Linked DNA regions of Mus musculus: regions 2, 3 and 4 are each linked to region 1. A link is a contact called in public Hi-C and promoter capture Hi-C data. All regions are on one chromosome and are shown on one strand. Each heading gives the region's core, a stretch centred on a gene start, on an enhancer-like site or on the middle of the called end of the contact. The rest is flanking DNA. Distances are from core to core; before and after follow the strand shown. Region 1 holds the start of Cacng3 (calcium channel, voltage-dependent, gamma subunit 3). Region 2 has its middle 5.6 kb from the start of Gm29903. Region 3 overlaps Gm39083 (a long non-coding RNA gene). Region 4 holds the start of Prkcb (protein kinase C, beta).

Evidence for each region. Promoter capture Hi-C pulls out the DNA fragments that hold promoters and counts their contacts. A called contact is a pair of places that touch in the nucleus more often than the background predicts.
Region 2: a contact with region 1 is called in a Hi-C map of cerebral cortex, with 2.7 times the contacts expected there. The contact joins the enhancer-like site here to the promoter of Cacng3 in region 1. A contact is called at or near these places in 4 of 39 promoter capture datasets (embryonic stem cells, hippocampal neurons, liver and 1 more), 2 of 15 datasets of contacts at CTCF or cohesin (large pre-B cells and pro-B cells), 17 of 484 Hi-C or Micro-C datasets (B cells, Th1 cells, bone marrow-derived dendritic cells and 11 more) and 4 of 9 other capture datasets (adipose tissue, liver, macrophages and 1 more).
Region 3: a promoter capture Hi-C map of liver shows a contact between it and region 1, with 3 times the contacts expected there. The contact joins the enhancer-like site here to the promoter of Cacng3 in region 1. A contact is called at or near these places in 9 of 39 promoter capture datasets (the C10 cell line, embryonic stem cells, hippocampal neurons and 3 more), 4 of 115 datasets of contacts at active chromatin or transcription factors (the 230-238 cell line, embryonic basal ganglia, forebrain and 1 more) and 3 of 9 other capture datasets (adipose tissue, embryonic stem cells and liver).
Region 4: a promoter capture Hi-C map of embryonic stem cells shows a contact between it and region 1, with 4 times the contacts expected there. The contact joins the promoter of Prkcb here to the promoter of Cacng3 in region 1. A contact is called at or near these places in 13 of 39 promoter capture datasets (the 3T3-L1 cell line, embryonic stem cells, frontonasal cranial neural crest and 6 more), 1 of 484 Hi-C or Micro-C datasets (embryonic stem cells), 2 of 115 datasets of contacts at active chromatin or transcription factors (embryonic forebrain and large pre-B cells) and 2 of 9 other capture datasets (embryonic stem cells and pancreatic islet).

What each region holds. Positions count from the first base shown.
Region 1 is chr7:122,670,075-122,673,564 of GRCm38.p6, reverse strand. It overlaps Cacng3 (calcium channel, voltage-dependent, gamma subunit 3), which reads right to left and starts at 1,821. Exons shown (of 4, transcript NM_019430.2): 1 at 1,581-1,821. The coding sequence starts at 1,791.
Region 2 is chr7:122,248,137-122,251,532 of GRCm38.p6, reverse strand. No RefSeq gene overlaps it. Among named protein-coding and RNA genes, the nearest start is that of Gm29903, 5.6 kb to the right of the region's middle. Within about 2 kb of position 1,807, at least 4 of the 459 cell types and tissues checked have an H3K27ac peak or open chromatin away from gene starts, as enhancers often do. A contact at or near this core is called in cerebral cortex, where this site is marked.
Region 3 is chr7:122,939,116-122,942,332 of GRCm38.p6, reverse strand. It overlaps Gm39083 (a long non-coding RNA gene), which reads right to left. Exons shown (of 3, transcript XR_869924.1): 2 at 2,429-2,477; 3 at 1,975-2,254. Among named protein-coding and RNA genes, the nearest start is that of Gm39083, 4.9 kb to the right of the region's middle. Within about 2 kb of position 1,827, at least 130 of the 459 cell types and tissues checked have an H3K27ac peak or open chromatin away from gene starts, as enhancers often do. A contact at or near this core is called in the 230-238 cell line, adipose tissue, embryonic stem cells and 3 more, where this site is marked.
Region 4 is chr7:122,287,785-122,291,058 of GRCm38.p6, reverse strand. It overlaps Prkcb (protein kinase C, beta), which reads right to left and starts at 1,934. Exons shown (of 17, transcript NM_008855.2): 1 at 1,542-1,934; 2 at 515-546. The coding sequence starts at 1,714. Gm51497 (a long non-coding RNA gene) reads left to right here. Exons shown (of 3, transcript XR_003946872.1): 3 at 1-423.

The DNA of each region.
Region 1 (3,490 bases), core at 572-3,071:
AGGGAATGGTGGAAATTCTCCAAGGTGAATGACCTCATGCTAGCCGACTGCAAATGGTCAGAAATAACCACATTTTAGAATTTCTGTCAGTTTACTGGCTGCAGTGTACGCTTCAGTAGTTCTAACTCAAGACTATTGATTCTGAATCAGTCATTTCTTGGGTTAACTGAGAGTTAAAAGGGACAAATCTCTTAGCTAAGAGTATAGAGACCATTTGCAGCAGTACTTGGTGTTTTCTGACTTCACATGAAGTAGCCCTTTCCCTCCTGGGTTTCCCACCAGTTGCAAATCTGTGTTGGAAACAGAATCAACTGTAGTGGCGCTATAGGCAGGAGAGTTCAGAGCGTCAGGACGTGGGAAGGAGGCCAGAGAATGATGCAATATTACACTAGCAAGTGATGTCATAGCATTAGTTCCCAAGTCATTTACATAAATGCGAGTTCCCAAGAAACCCTGAGAAATGCCACAGGGAATGCAGGGGGAGGAACCAAGGGAGATCGAGGGGAGGGGAGGAAGCCTGTATTTTCCTGACTATCACTGTGATAAACTTCACTGACTTCCTGGAAGCCAGAGAAACAGCAAAAATCAACCAAGCAGACAAAATCCCTTCTTAGTGGCCCTTTAATCTAGTGGCTCCCTTAGGTAGCAGGTTCACAAAGCTTTGATTTTCTTCATTATTTTTTCACTCCTTGTGATACCCAGGTATTGTCCACTGAAACTGACAGTCACTCTTCAAGTGGTGAAGCAAGTTTAGTAGTGACATAGGCTACCTAAGAGCTCCACATTCTAAAATGGCCTGCCCACCTCATTATAATTTAGAGCAAATCCTCTAATTTTTAAAATTAGAAGCAATGAGATGCAATTCTCAGAGTCAGTCTTATCTAAATGTCAAGGAAATACATTTGCTGGTGATGGGCGTGATTTATGAATGAAGTCAGGTGGAGAGCAAACACCAAGACTTCAGTTTTATTTTGAGCCTAAATAATGAAACACTTATTCATAAAGACATTTTCTTTAGATGTGAGGGTGTGGGGATTAGGGCTTACATATTGTTCCCTAGTATAAGTTAACAAAGGGAGTTCATGACAATGTCTAGTTGGACCAAACTCAGAAGAGGCTGGTAAGCTTTTATTGATTAAAAGATAAAAAACCAGATCAGAGTGCTCCAGGTTAGATCAGTCCCTCAGCACCTTCCTGTCTTCTCTGCTTCCATTCCTTAATAATCCCCATTCACCAAAATGTAATTAAACAAATCCAAAGTCTCCTTCTATAGACAGAAATCCAAGCAGTGCACAACATGCTTAGAGACTCGGGATTAGAGGCTTTCTCAACTGCAGAAGGTGTTTAAGAGCGTTACAAAATCACATCACATTTGGCATAGACCAAAACCAATCAACAAGACCCAACCCTTCCATCCACACAGCACCAGGCTCCGTGGAAGCATAGTCTGGACCCTCACATATTTCCAACAACAATTAAAACTATTTTTCTTCCCCTCCATTGCCTCTATTTCCCCCCCAACACATGTCAGGACATTAGAAGCAGATCATTCAGAGCCAGTGAGAGGAATTTGTAAGTACCTTCCAAGCAGCAGGTCCTCCACAACCCGGAGTGGGTCATTACTTCTTCATTCTTCCTGCTGGTTTCATTGTCACTTGTAGATTTAGTCCTGCACACACCTCTGGAATATAGCCAGTAGTCCGTGCCCACTGCAATGGTCATTAAACTAAAAGCTGCGAAGGCTCCTACAGTAGTGATCAACATCTGGATACCTCTGTCACACATCCTCATAATTCTTCATGGTACTCTGAACGGCTGGGGGTTGGAGGGGTAGATTCAGTGACAGACGGGAGAATCACTCTGCAGCTGGGTAACCTAGGACGGCCTCTTCCAAAAATCCAGATCTCCTTTTGTCAGCATCCACGGGGACTTTGGGAAAGCTGGGATTTCCTGTCTTGGGCTCTCTCCAGTTCCCCGAGTCCTCTATGGCCCTCGGGAGGGTGCGGGCTCCAGGGGGTTGGTCCACATCACTGCCGCGGTCAGAGGATTCCTGGGTTGCTTTCATTCCTCAGGAGCTTGGTGAGGACTAGCGTTTGTGCAGGGCATGGCTTCGGAGCTTGGAGCTGCCAGCTTGGTTTGAGATGCGCCTGGTTTCTCACAGCCCCGAGAGACTCAAGGCAAAAGAAACCCAGAGAGGTCTGGTGTGTGAGCGTGTGAGCGTGTGTGCGTGTGTGCGCGCGTGTGTGTGAGTGTGTGTGTACGTGTGTATGTGTGTGTGTGCGTGTGTATGTGTGTGTGAGTGTGTGTTTGTGTGTGTGTGCGCGCGTGCGTGCGTGTGTGCGAGCGCGTGTGCTGGGGGTGAGGGCGGATGGCAAAAAATAGCTCTGCTGGGAGGCGAGTCGCTGAGAAGAGTGTTCACTGCTTCCCCAGCCTCCCAGGAAAGCTCTCCGCCTGCTCTCCACACCCCCGCGCAAACTGGAGAAAAGGGAGAGTCCTGGGGCGGGGGCCGGCCACTTGCGTCGGAGAGCTGAGGTCCGTGGTGCTGAGCGGACAGCTCCTCTCCTGTTGCCCAGCCTCCCACTTCTCAAGGCCGGGTCGTTGGAGGTCCGTGGTGCTGAAGGGACAGCTCCCCTTGCCGCTGCACCGTTCCTCGTGGTCCTAGTCTAGGAACTCCGGGTGCTGAAGGGTCCCTTCCCTAACACTCTCCTAGTGCGTTCCTAGAGCCAGCCAGCCAGCTCAGCTCTGCGTACTCAAGCCCACAACCAAGCAAAGTTTCGGGAGCCCAGGGCAATCAGCATCAGGGCTTCAGGGCACTGCAGTACGGCGGATCCGGCTCCTCAGAGGGAAGGGTTAAGGACAAGGGCCCACAGCGCACTCTGGCGCGCGCGTTATCTCAGAGCCCACCCCACGCAGCATTCTCTAATCAACCCTCCTCCTCATCCCTGAGCCCAATGAGCCAGGCAACTTTGCTCTTTGCTGCAGGAGTCCACTAGGGAGACAGAAGCCGGGAAAGATCTAATCTTTTTAAAGGGATGGGAGACTGACTGGTGGCTCACTTGGGTGGGCAAAATGTTGTCTATGTGTATTTGTCTCAATTTCATTCCTCAGAAAACAAACCAATATGTCTACCCTCCTGTCTCCGGAGCTCAGATTTACACAGGAGACAGTGTGCTTACATCAGACCCAGAACCATTCATATGTATATGTGAACATATATACCTCTAAAGGGCTGAAGGAACTAAATGTACCTAAACTGTTGTTTACATATCAGGGACCTTGGATGAAGGGATGTAAAGGTTTGATTTCTGAATACACTTCTTAAATATTTTCACACTTTTACATTTGAGGGGGTGGTGAATTCAGGATGAGAGAGCATTGAAAACGTCAGCTTCTCTCCAAAGGCCCTGGTGCTGTTCATTTGTTAACATCTTCTAAGTCAGACCAGGATGCAGGTGTAATTAGGTCTGGGCTCCTTGCTTGCCCAAAGCAC
Region 2 (3,396 bases), core at 558-3,057, 420 kb after region 1:
CTCAGGCCAAGTTCCAGGCCTGCTACCTGTCCTTGACGCTCTAGCACACGCGCAGACTTCCGAGGGCTGCTTTAAGGGCCACAGATAGAATCGCTTTAAAAACAAAGGCAGGGGTTGTAGGGTTGGCTTTGTGGTTAAGAGCATGTATTGCTCTTCCGGAGAACCTAAACTCATCCGTGACAGGTGGCTCACAACCACCTGACTCTAGCTCCAGGGTAGTTGGCACCTCTAGCCTCTGAGAGCATCTACACGCCCACACACGTAATTTAAAATAAATAAAAATTTAAAACCCACCAAAGTATATAATCTTTCAGTTCTGGAAGGAAACTGTCTGAAGCACTCACTGGGCCATATTCCTTCCAATGCCCATAGAGGAGCCCTTCCTTCCCTCTCTGTAGCCTCAAGACATCTAAGCAACCTTCTCTTGGTCGTGAATGTATTGCTCCAGTCCTCTGCCTTCACAGGATCTGCCTTCTCTCTGCATCTCTTCATCCCTCTGTGCCTGTCTCTTTGTCTCCAATTCCTGTTTTCTAAGCAGTACAATACCCTATTATTGGATAAGGATCCACCTGCTCATTAGACGTCATTTAAAGGCTGGGATTAGAAAGCCAACGTGCACTAAGATGAAACGTATCATACTTGGTTGATACCGGTAACTGTGAATTAGACTGTGCACCACTGGTTCCTGATTTGAACATCTGGTCCCCACATAGTGGCTCTGCTTTGTGAGATTATGGAATCTTCAGGAGATGTGGCCTAGCTGGAAGAGCTAAGCCACTAGAGCCTAGCCCATGAAAGTTAGAGTCTAGACCCTGGGTTCACCACTCTCTCCGCTTCCTGGTCCTCAGGAATATGAACTGCTTCCTCTTTATGCTCCCATGGCAACCATGCCTTCCTATTACAATGGACTGAAATTCTAAAATCATAAGCCAAAATAAACATTTCCTCCATTAAGCTAAGTTGCGTAGCTTGGGTATAGGTGTTTGCCAGCAGCTAATAAAACACCTTATTAACCATAACCACATCATTTTTGTAAAGCTCCTCCATTTGGATTAAAGCGACAAGTCCTGAAACCACAATAATTTGATTTTCAAAACTAAAGTAACTTCTTTTTCTAGATATTCTTCCATCTCTCTTCTCATTGGCTGATCCAAAGGTAGCCTGACTGCAAGGCAATACTATCTACCACTCTTCAATTAATGTAGAAGAAACTCAAAGCTACAGGTTTGATTTAATAAATGATTTACTAATAGATTTGCTTAGAAGACATTAAATCACACTCTCATTCATTAATACTGTCATGTGACATGCTTGAAAGACATGGATTAAAAGCAGAAATACAAACCGCTTGCTCATGTCATCCTCAAAGATCTGAATAAACAACTTAGATAGGGTGTTCCTTGTGTCCCAAGTGTGTCAATCAAGTTGATACAAACAAACCAGACACAATCAGTGCTTGTTATGATGAAATGACAGTCTCTTTCACTAGGAGGTCGGCAGTGTCAAAATGAAGCTGAATATCTCTTTCCTTGCCACCTACTTCAGAAACTCTTTAAAGTGGACAATGAGTGTAAGCTGTGCGCTTTCTGTGAGAAGCCCTGGCCACAGAAATAGCCGCTGAAGCTCTGGGTGAAGATAGAATGGTCATGTGGTCCAGATCAGTGGTAGGAACTATACACAAGGTTTTCCCATCGAGCAAGGTGCTTGACGGCAAAGGGCGCCTGCTGCTGAGTCAGGGACGTTCTTGTTCTAGCCCGAGGAATGCTGGAGAGAGAGTCTGTCTGAGGATGCATTGTGGGTGCCAATCTGAGTGTTCTCAGCTTGGTTATTCTATAAAAAGCGGTGGGGGTGGCTATTCCTGGACTGACAGATAGTATTGTGCCTTGGCAATTGGTGCTGAGAAGAGCTAGCAGAATCTGAAAGTCTTTCGATGTCTGAAGAAGATGGTGCCCACCAGTATGTTGTCAGAAGGCCCGTAAACACAGAAGATAAACCCCAGGACGGAAGCATCCAAGATTCACCCTGGTGTCACTCCATGTGTCCTGCAACACAAATGCAGAGGTATTGCCCTGAAGAAATGACACAGTATGAAAAATGAGGAGGAGGCTACAGAAGATGCTAAATCTTTGGCCAAGTATATGAAGGAAAGCCAAAGAAAAAACCAGGAACAGATTGCCAGGAGACGTAGGCTGTACTCGCTGAAAACTTATACTTCTGACTCCAGTCAAAAGTAAGTCTTTAAGAGTAACAAATAAATGATCAGGCCTGGGGAGTGCAATAACCAGGTCACTTTGGGGCTGAGAGAGAGGGCACTGGGTAAAGGAACTTGCTGCTAAGCCCAGTGACCTGAGTTCAATTCCAGAAACCCACAGAATGGGAAAGAATCAACTCCTGCCAGTTGCCCTCTTATTTCCACACGTATGCTATGGTACACCCTACCCCCTGCATGCACACATAAAATAAAAATAAATAAATAAGCATACAATATTTTATGAGTCACATATGTTTCTCACATCAGATCCACTGGAGCACAGCCTGGCCAGGTTAACCTCACGCTATTATCTCTGCTCCAAGTCTGTCTTCTGCCCCAGACTGTTAGGTCGCACTGCTCAGTTTTGCATGAGTGTTAAAGGCTTGGTGGTGTCCGGGTGTATATTATCACTGACAAGGACACTTTAAGAACTGTGGCCTATTGGAAGGGTGTTAGGTCATTGGGGTCACGCTTTCAAAGAGATGGTGGTTCTCTTCCTTTTTTTTCTTTGTCTTTTTATTTTTCTTTTGTTTTTGTTGTTTTCGCTTCCTGGAAGTCATGAAGCAAGCAGCTTTGTTTCCATGAGTGTCCCTAGCGACATGGTCATACCAACCAAAACGCAATAGACTGACTGGCCATAGACTGAGACCATGAGCCAAAACAGCCCCACCCCTCCCTCCAACCTCCACCCTGCCCCATAAGGTAATGACTCGGCCATTCTGTTAGTGTAATGGAAAGCTGGCAAGCACACTTACCACAGAGGTGGTGGTGGAAATCTGGAGCAGTTCCCTATCTGCTCCCCAGTGGCTTGGGGAAGGCTGCCCTGAAGTGAGGAGCTAGCAGATATACCTGCCAGGTCTTGAGGGCTGGTGACAATGTCCCCGCCATTCGCTGTTTTGTTTGTTTTGTTTTTATTTATTGAGACAGGGACTTATGCAGCCCAGACTGGCCTCAAACTTGCTGTGTAACTGAGACAGGCCTGAACTTCTGGTCCTCCTGCCTCTCTCTACCTCCTAAATGCTGGGCTTTCCGGCCACTGCCAGGGCCGATCTCTCTCATTGTTTTGTTTTGTTTTACCCATTTTCACATGACTACTCGTGGTTGGAGAAACTTCCTAAGCTCTGGGAGACCCGATCCCAGTGGTG
Region 3 (3,217 bases), core at 578-3,077, 270 kb before region 1:
CATCTCTAACTCCAGTCTCAGGGACTCTGACGCCCTCTTCTGGCCCCTGTAGACACTACATGCATGAGGTGCACAAACATGCATGAAGGGGGGAAAAAAAAACCAAACCAAACCAAAACCCATACACGTAAAATAAAAATAAATAAACCTGGAGACAAGATTTTCAAAAAAAAGAATGTTGCCTCACCAGGATGCATGGATTAACCTCTAGATTTTTGAATCCTGGTCCACGTTTTATTATCTATCTTTATATCAGTGTCCCTTGAGTGAGTTTTAAAAACAACAAACTTCGATTCCTTAAACTCAACTTTTGCTTTGTTTCTTCTTTTGACCTGGTCTCAGGTAGCTCAGGTTGGCCCCATACTCCCTCTCTCTAACTCTATTCTTATATATTTATAAGTAAAGATCACTTGGATCCTGACCCTCCTGTTTCCATCTCCGGAGTCTTGGTGTTCCAGATTTGAGCCACCATGTTCTGTTTGAGGGTTTTCTTTGTAAAGAATTCAGTTACTCGGGGGCTCTTCTCATTCCATGTGAGTTTTAGAGTCAAGTTTCCCACATTTGTCAAAAAAAAAGTTGTGGAGGGGCTGGTGTGACGGCCCAGTGGGTACTCTGCTTGTTCAGCAAGCGTGAAGGCTGGGGTTTGGACTCCCCCAGCACACACATCAATACCACATGGGCTTGATGACCAGTTTATAACCCCAGCACTGGGGAGTCCCCAGAGCAGGCAAGTCCGGGGTCAAGTGAGACACTGCCTGGATTGAGGAGCTGGAGAGTGACTGGCACCCGTTCTATGTGCACCAACGAATGCACGTGCCTCTGTACAGGTGAGAAAAACACACTCACAGTCCACTCACACAAATATGTACAGAAAAAGGTTGTTGGGCTTTTTGTACCTATTGCATGCTTGGGTAGCCCTGTCGTGTTTTCTGTTTCACTAATGCCAGCCTTGTTTAATTTATCTCACTGACATATTAGAGTTTTCAGTGGCCGATTTTCATACCTCCTGGGTTAAATTTGTTCCAAAGTGTTGTATTCAATTTGATGCTATTATAAGTGGAATTGTTTTCCTAATTGAGTTTTCAGGTTACCCGGTGCTGATGTATGGAAACACAGCTGACTGCGTTTGTGTGTCCTGCTGCTACCGCGTACACTTGCTGAATTTATTAGCACTAATAGTTTCTGTGGTGTGGGAATTTGCAGGATTTCCTACAGCGAGGTCACTAATGTCTAAAAATGATGATACATTTATGTAAATGAATTATTTATTCCAGCTAGCCCGAATAAAAGGTACAAAATCCTGATAATTTACAAGCTCTAAGCCCAGATTGGGCAGGCTGTGAGCTATTCTAACTTAAATCCCAGTCAAATGTCCCTTGTTCCTTGCTGTTTGAGTCTCAGTCCCGGATATCTCTGTCCCATCCGCCTGTCCTCAGGCTCCACCTCCCTCATGGCAACCTTCCCCTCTCTCTACCTCCTTTCTCCTCCTCCTTCTGGTCTCTCCTGAAACCCCTCACTCGATCCTCAAGTCCTGCTTGTCTCTCTATTGCCCAGTCACAGGCTCTAGCCTTTTATTAATCAAATAATATTAAAGTAGGGAGCAAGGTTTACATAGAGTAAAAAAAAAAGTTTACTTGTTGAATGTGAGGATCTGCTTGCCTTGGGCAACTAGATCTTGGGGGTAGTATTTAACATTTAAAAGCCTACCAGCCTCAGACCAACCCCCGACACATTTACACTTTCGCTTTCAGTCGGATGCTATGAGTGGTAGAACAAGAGAGGCTCAGATGAATAGCAATTGCAGGAGCTGGTGTGCTTATCCTTTGACTGCTAAACATCCTGCTGGGTGTGGTATTCACGAAGGTTGGTCCCGTGCTTTGTACCAATCAGAAAGAGCTCGTGGAGTTTCCCCTCTGTTAACGTCTTGCGTTGCATTTTAGTTTTTGGTTTTTAAGGAGGTCAGAAATTAAGATTTAACCGTTTCCTCTTGCCTTTCCCTGCTGACAATTGAGTCGCCTGATGCAGTTAGGGTTAGAAATTTCATGGCCTCGATCAAATGAGATACCAGGAATCCTTCATGGCGCTGCTGCTTTCTGATGTGGCAAAGTAGGGTAGGTATATTGACAGTGGCTGGAGGTGGGCTGAAGCCAAGGAGACCCTGGAAAGTTCCCACACAGACAGCCATCTTCTACCTCCTTCCTGTGACCAGGAAGGAATTCAAGAGAAGACTATAGATCTCCTTTGGTTTAGGTTGCTGAAAGGACAAATTAAAGACATCTTTAAAACTAATTGCATCATCATCATCATCATCACCATCATCATCATCTGTGTGTGTGTGTGTGTGTGTGTGTGTTAATCCAAAGAACCACTACTATGGGACAGAGACACGGAGGCACCAGGAGGGAGAGAGGCCCATTAGGAAGGTTACCGAGCAGGTCATTGTTGGGGCAACTGGGTTCCAAACACCACAGAGAAACCTGGGGAGAAAGTAAGGAAAATGCCGTTCAGAGTTGTCTTGTATACAACTATATCTACATCTATGTCTCTATAGGGAGGTGTTGACACAATGGCTGCTTTTATTATAGACTGGTTTTATTTTATTTATTATTACCACTACTCTCTCTCTCTCTGTGTGTGTGTGTGTGTGTGTGTGTGTGTGTGTGTGTGTGTGTGTGTGCGTGAGAGAGAGAGAGAGAGAGAGAGAGAGAGAGAGAGAATATCTCATGGAAGTGCTGAGATTACAGATGTGAGCCACTGTATCTAGTTTTCTGAGTTCTAGGGATTGAGTCCAGGCTGTGTGGCAGGTACTTTTACACACTAAACTAAACCACCAGTTAATGACTCTTTTAAGACATGTTTTAAAGAAGCTAATCGTTTAAGACAGTATAACAAATAAGGGTTTCAAGACATTTTCATACGGATGTGGCATTATACTTCACTGTATTTTATTTCCCACCCCCAGTTCCTTCCTGTCTGCGGCTGGTTCCCTTTCTTTCACTAGGAAGCCCCCACTTCTGCTTTGTTCATGCCTTTTCATGGCTGAAACACATTGGATCATGACAGTACCTTATTAACCCTTGAAGATAGATATTGGACTTGTCTTTACCTTTTTTTTTTAGATTTATTTATTTATTATATGGAAGTACATTATAGCTGTCTTCAGACACTCCAGAAGAGGGAGTCAGATCTCGTTACGGATGGTTGTGAGCCACCATGT
Region 4 (3,274 bases), core at 685-3,184, 380 kb after region 1:
AGGCACCCCATCTGGAACCACCGCTTTCAAAGAGAGAGGAGGCCCAGGGGAAACCACAGTTGCTTTTCTAGGGGGATGCGCCATCTGCAGATGGCAGCCACCTGCAAAGCAGGGGAAAGAGGCAGACCCTCCTACTGGGAGGTAAGGGAGAGCAATGAGCAAGAAAGGGCTGGAATTAGGAAGAAAGAGGTTCCCTCCACACACAAGAGTCCTTGAAGACATTTCATTTCTTAAGCAGGGCTGGCAGTCCTGAGAGAATGCTCAGATAGCAGCGGGATGGATGCACTTTTTGACTTTTAGGGCCTTCCAGGAGCTCCACTGGCCTTTCCTGGATGGTGCATCTCTGGCCCAAATACACACCCCTTAAAAGGACCCTTTGGTGGTGAAGGATTCCTAGCCTGGGAGGTCACTCTGACAGGCAGGATTACTTCACTCTGCCTAACTCGGCCACGTCTTTGAAGTCTGTATTACTCTCTCTTCCCACCATCGGCATCCACAGCGCCACAAAGCCTACCTTGACACTGGAATCCCTGCTTCCCGAAGCCCCTGTAAAAGCACAAGAGGGAGTATCAGTCTGAGGGGTCCAGTTACCAGCTAGTTTCACACAGTCGCCCTCTCCCTTCCCACTGTCCCTCTACCCCAGGGGCAACCTCCTAGCTACAGCCTGGTCTCCAAGGTGTCTTCCACCTTGGATGGGATTGGGAGGTACACTACCGGAGCTTGGCAGTAACCCCCACCTCACATCTCCCCTGCAGTACAGAGGCGACCACGACCACCAGGTGGCAGGATGCGAGGGTGCATTTCCGCCCGGGTGGGGGCGGAAGGCGGGCTGGATATTTGCCCAAGGAGATGCCGGGAGTACCCTCAAGGAAAGAGAAAAGGACCTGTCTAGGGGGAGGATGATAGGGACTTCACCACGGTGGTAACACCTGAGGGGCTAGGGGGCGGGGGGAAGGTCCCCCCATGCTTGGAGGGGCAGAGGGAAGAAAGGGGCCCTGCAGCGACTTGAGGGTGAGAACCAAGGAATGAAAGGGGTGCTCAAGACTCTGGAGGCGAAGTAAGAGATAACCCAGGGCACTGCTCTAGGGACGCAGAGGGAAGGATGCTCCACGCCCCGGGGAAGTAGAGGACACCCCAGAGAGCTGCCCCGGAAAGGAGGGGTGAGGGTGAGAGCTCCTCGAGCCCGGAAGGAGGCAGAAAGATCGGGAACCTCAGGCGAGAAAGACACCCGCGGAGCTGCCCTGCCGAGGAGGGACAGCCACACTGAGCCCTGAGCCAGGTGTCGAAAAGGCGCCTGCAGCGCTGTCCCTAGGCGCTCGGGCGACAGAGTGCAAGAGGGCAGAAGGCGCCTGGCGGCCAGCCGTCTGGGAGCAGAGAACCCAGCACCTGAGGGACTGGCCATCCGGGAGCGCAGGGCATAAGGGTCCAGCGGGATGGGGGTGATCACACGGCTCCTCCCCCCGGGGGCAACAACAGGGGTCCCCATGCGTGTCGCTGCCCTCTAGGGCCCCAGGCAGGTGGCCCGCGCGGCGCACTCTCACCAGATGAAGTCGGTGCAGTGGCTGCAGAAGGTGGGCTGCTTGAAGAAGCGGGCGGTGAATTTGTGGTTCTTCACCTCGTGCACGTTCTTCTGCCGGAGGGCGCCTTTGCGGGCGAAGCGCACTGTGCTCTCCTCGCCCTCGCTCGGCGGCGGCCCCGCAGCCGGGTCAGCCATCTTGCGCGCGCGGGGACTGGGGGGAGCCCCGAGAGGTGGCGGCCCCGGGGCGGCGGGACCGCGGGGCTGCAAGCCCGGAAAGGCGCGGGACTAGGCGGCCGCTGCTGCCGCCCGGGGACCGCAGGGCCGCGCTGCCCCTTCGCGCCGGCTCTGGCGGCGGCCGCGCGCGCGTAGCTGGGCTGTCACTCGCCCAGCTGCTGCCGCTGGTCCAGCTGTGCTTGGCACCGCTGGCCCCAGCTGCGGGGGAGGGAGGCGGAGCCCCAGTGTAACCCCGCCTCCCTCATTTGCATGAAACCCAGGCCCCGCCCAGAGCCGCCAGCTGCTTTACATATCGGCACCACCAGTACCACCAGCAGAGACACACACAGACACACACACACACATACACGTACACCGCAACCCGCAGGCCTCCCAGCCAAGTGTTCTTAGCCGCAGCGCTGCGGCGCGAGGACCGCAGTCTGCGCTGGACAGATCTGAGCCGCGCCCCTGGCACCCTGTCCTAGGCCCTGGGGTGCGTTAAGATGAGCACCTCGGTTGATCCAGCAATGACCAAACGCCTAAGGACCCAAGGGGCTCAAGGAGATGAGGGTTGAACAGGCTGGAAGCAGCCAGTTTCACCTTGGCCTCTGCAGAGACTGGTACCCAGCACCCTCCATCCATCATCCCATTGGTCATTCGGCATGCGTCTCCTGGAGGGATGGGCTTTCATTGTCACTCATCCGGAAAGGCCTGTGGCCACACACACACACACACACACACACCAAGGTCTGCAGAGGTAGGGGAGGACTATACATATATGCATATGTATATATGTATATATCCACCACAAAGACTTGTCTCCACTTGCTCGAACACTTAGAACTCTCTCCACAAAAAGACAGTTTCCCCAACCCCAAAATGGCTGGGCTAATGATGACAGGAGACAAATTTAATAAATGAGCGTTTCCCTACATTTCATTCACTTTTGTCCCTTCTGGTCATACTTGTGCAGTCTGTTAAAACAAAAGTCTATGTGATTGGAAATACCTAGGTTTGTGTGGGTTAAGATCTCCCCAGGTGCTGTCCTCACACCTGGGGCCTTCTTGTATTTGTTAGGAGAGATTTCAAATGTTCAGGGAACATTAATATCCAACGCCATACTCCCCTTGATGCCACTTGAAGGATGGGAAGATAACCAATGATACGACATTGCATGTTATATAAGGCACTGCATCTAAATCTCCCTCTGGTGTGATGCTCTACAGCCTGGGGATGAAAAATGGCATCTGACCGAACTCTTCCACACGTCCCCGGCATTGTTAATGACACCTTCATGTCTCCTGGTGTTGAGTTTAGCATCTGACAGCTCCTACAAGCCCAGTGAGCACTGCTTGAGTAAGTAACAGAATGGAAGAAGGTTACCTGTACCATGCATGACCTGTAAATGTGCAAAAATTAAAACTAAACATACAGGGTGTCAGGGAGGCTTGTGCACTGTCTCATTCGGTCACAACCATAACCTGTATAGACCAGGTAAGTTCTGTGAATAAGCAAAATTAGATGGAAGTGAGTAAGGGGTAC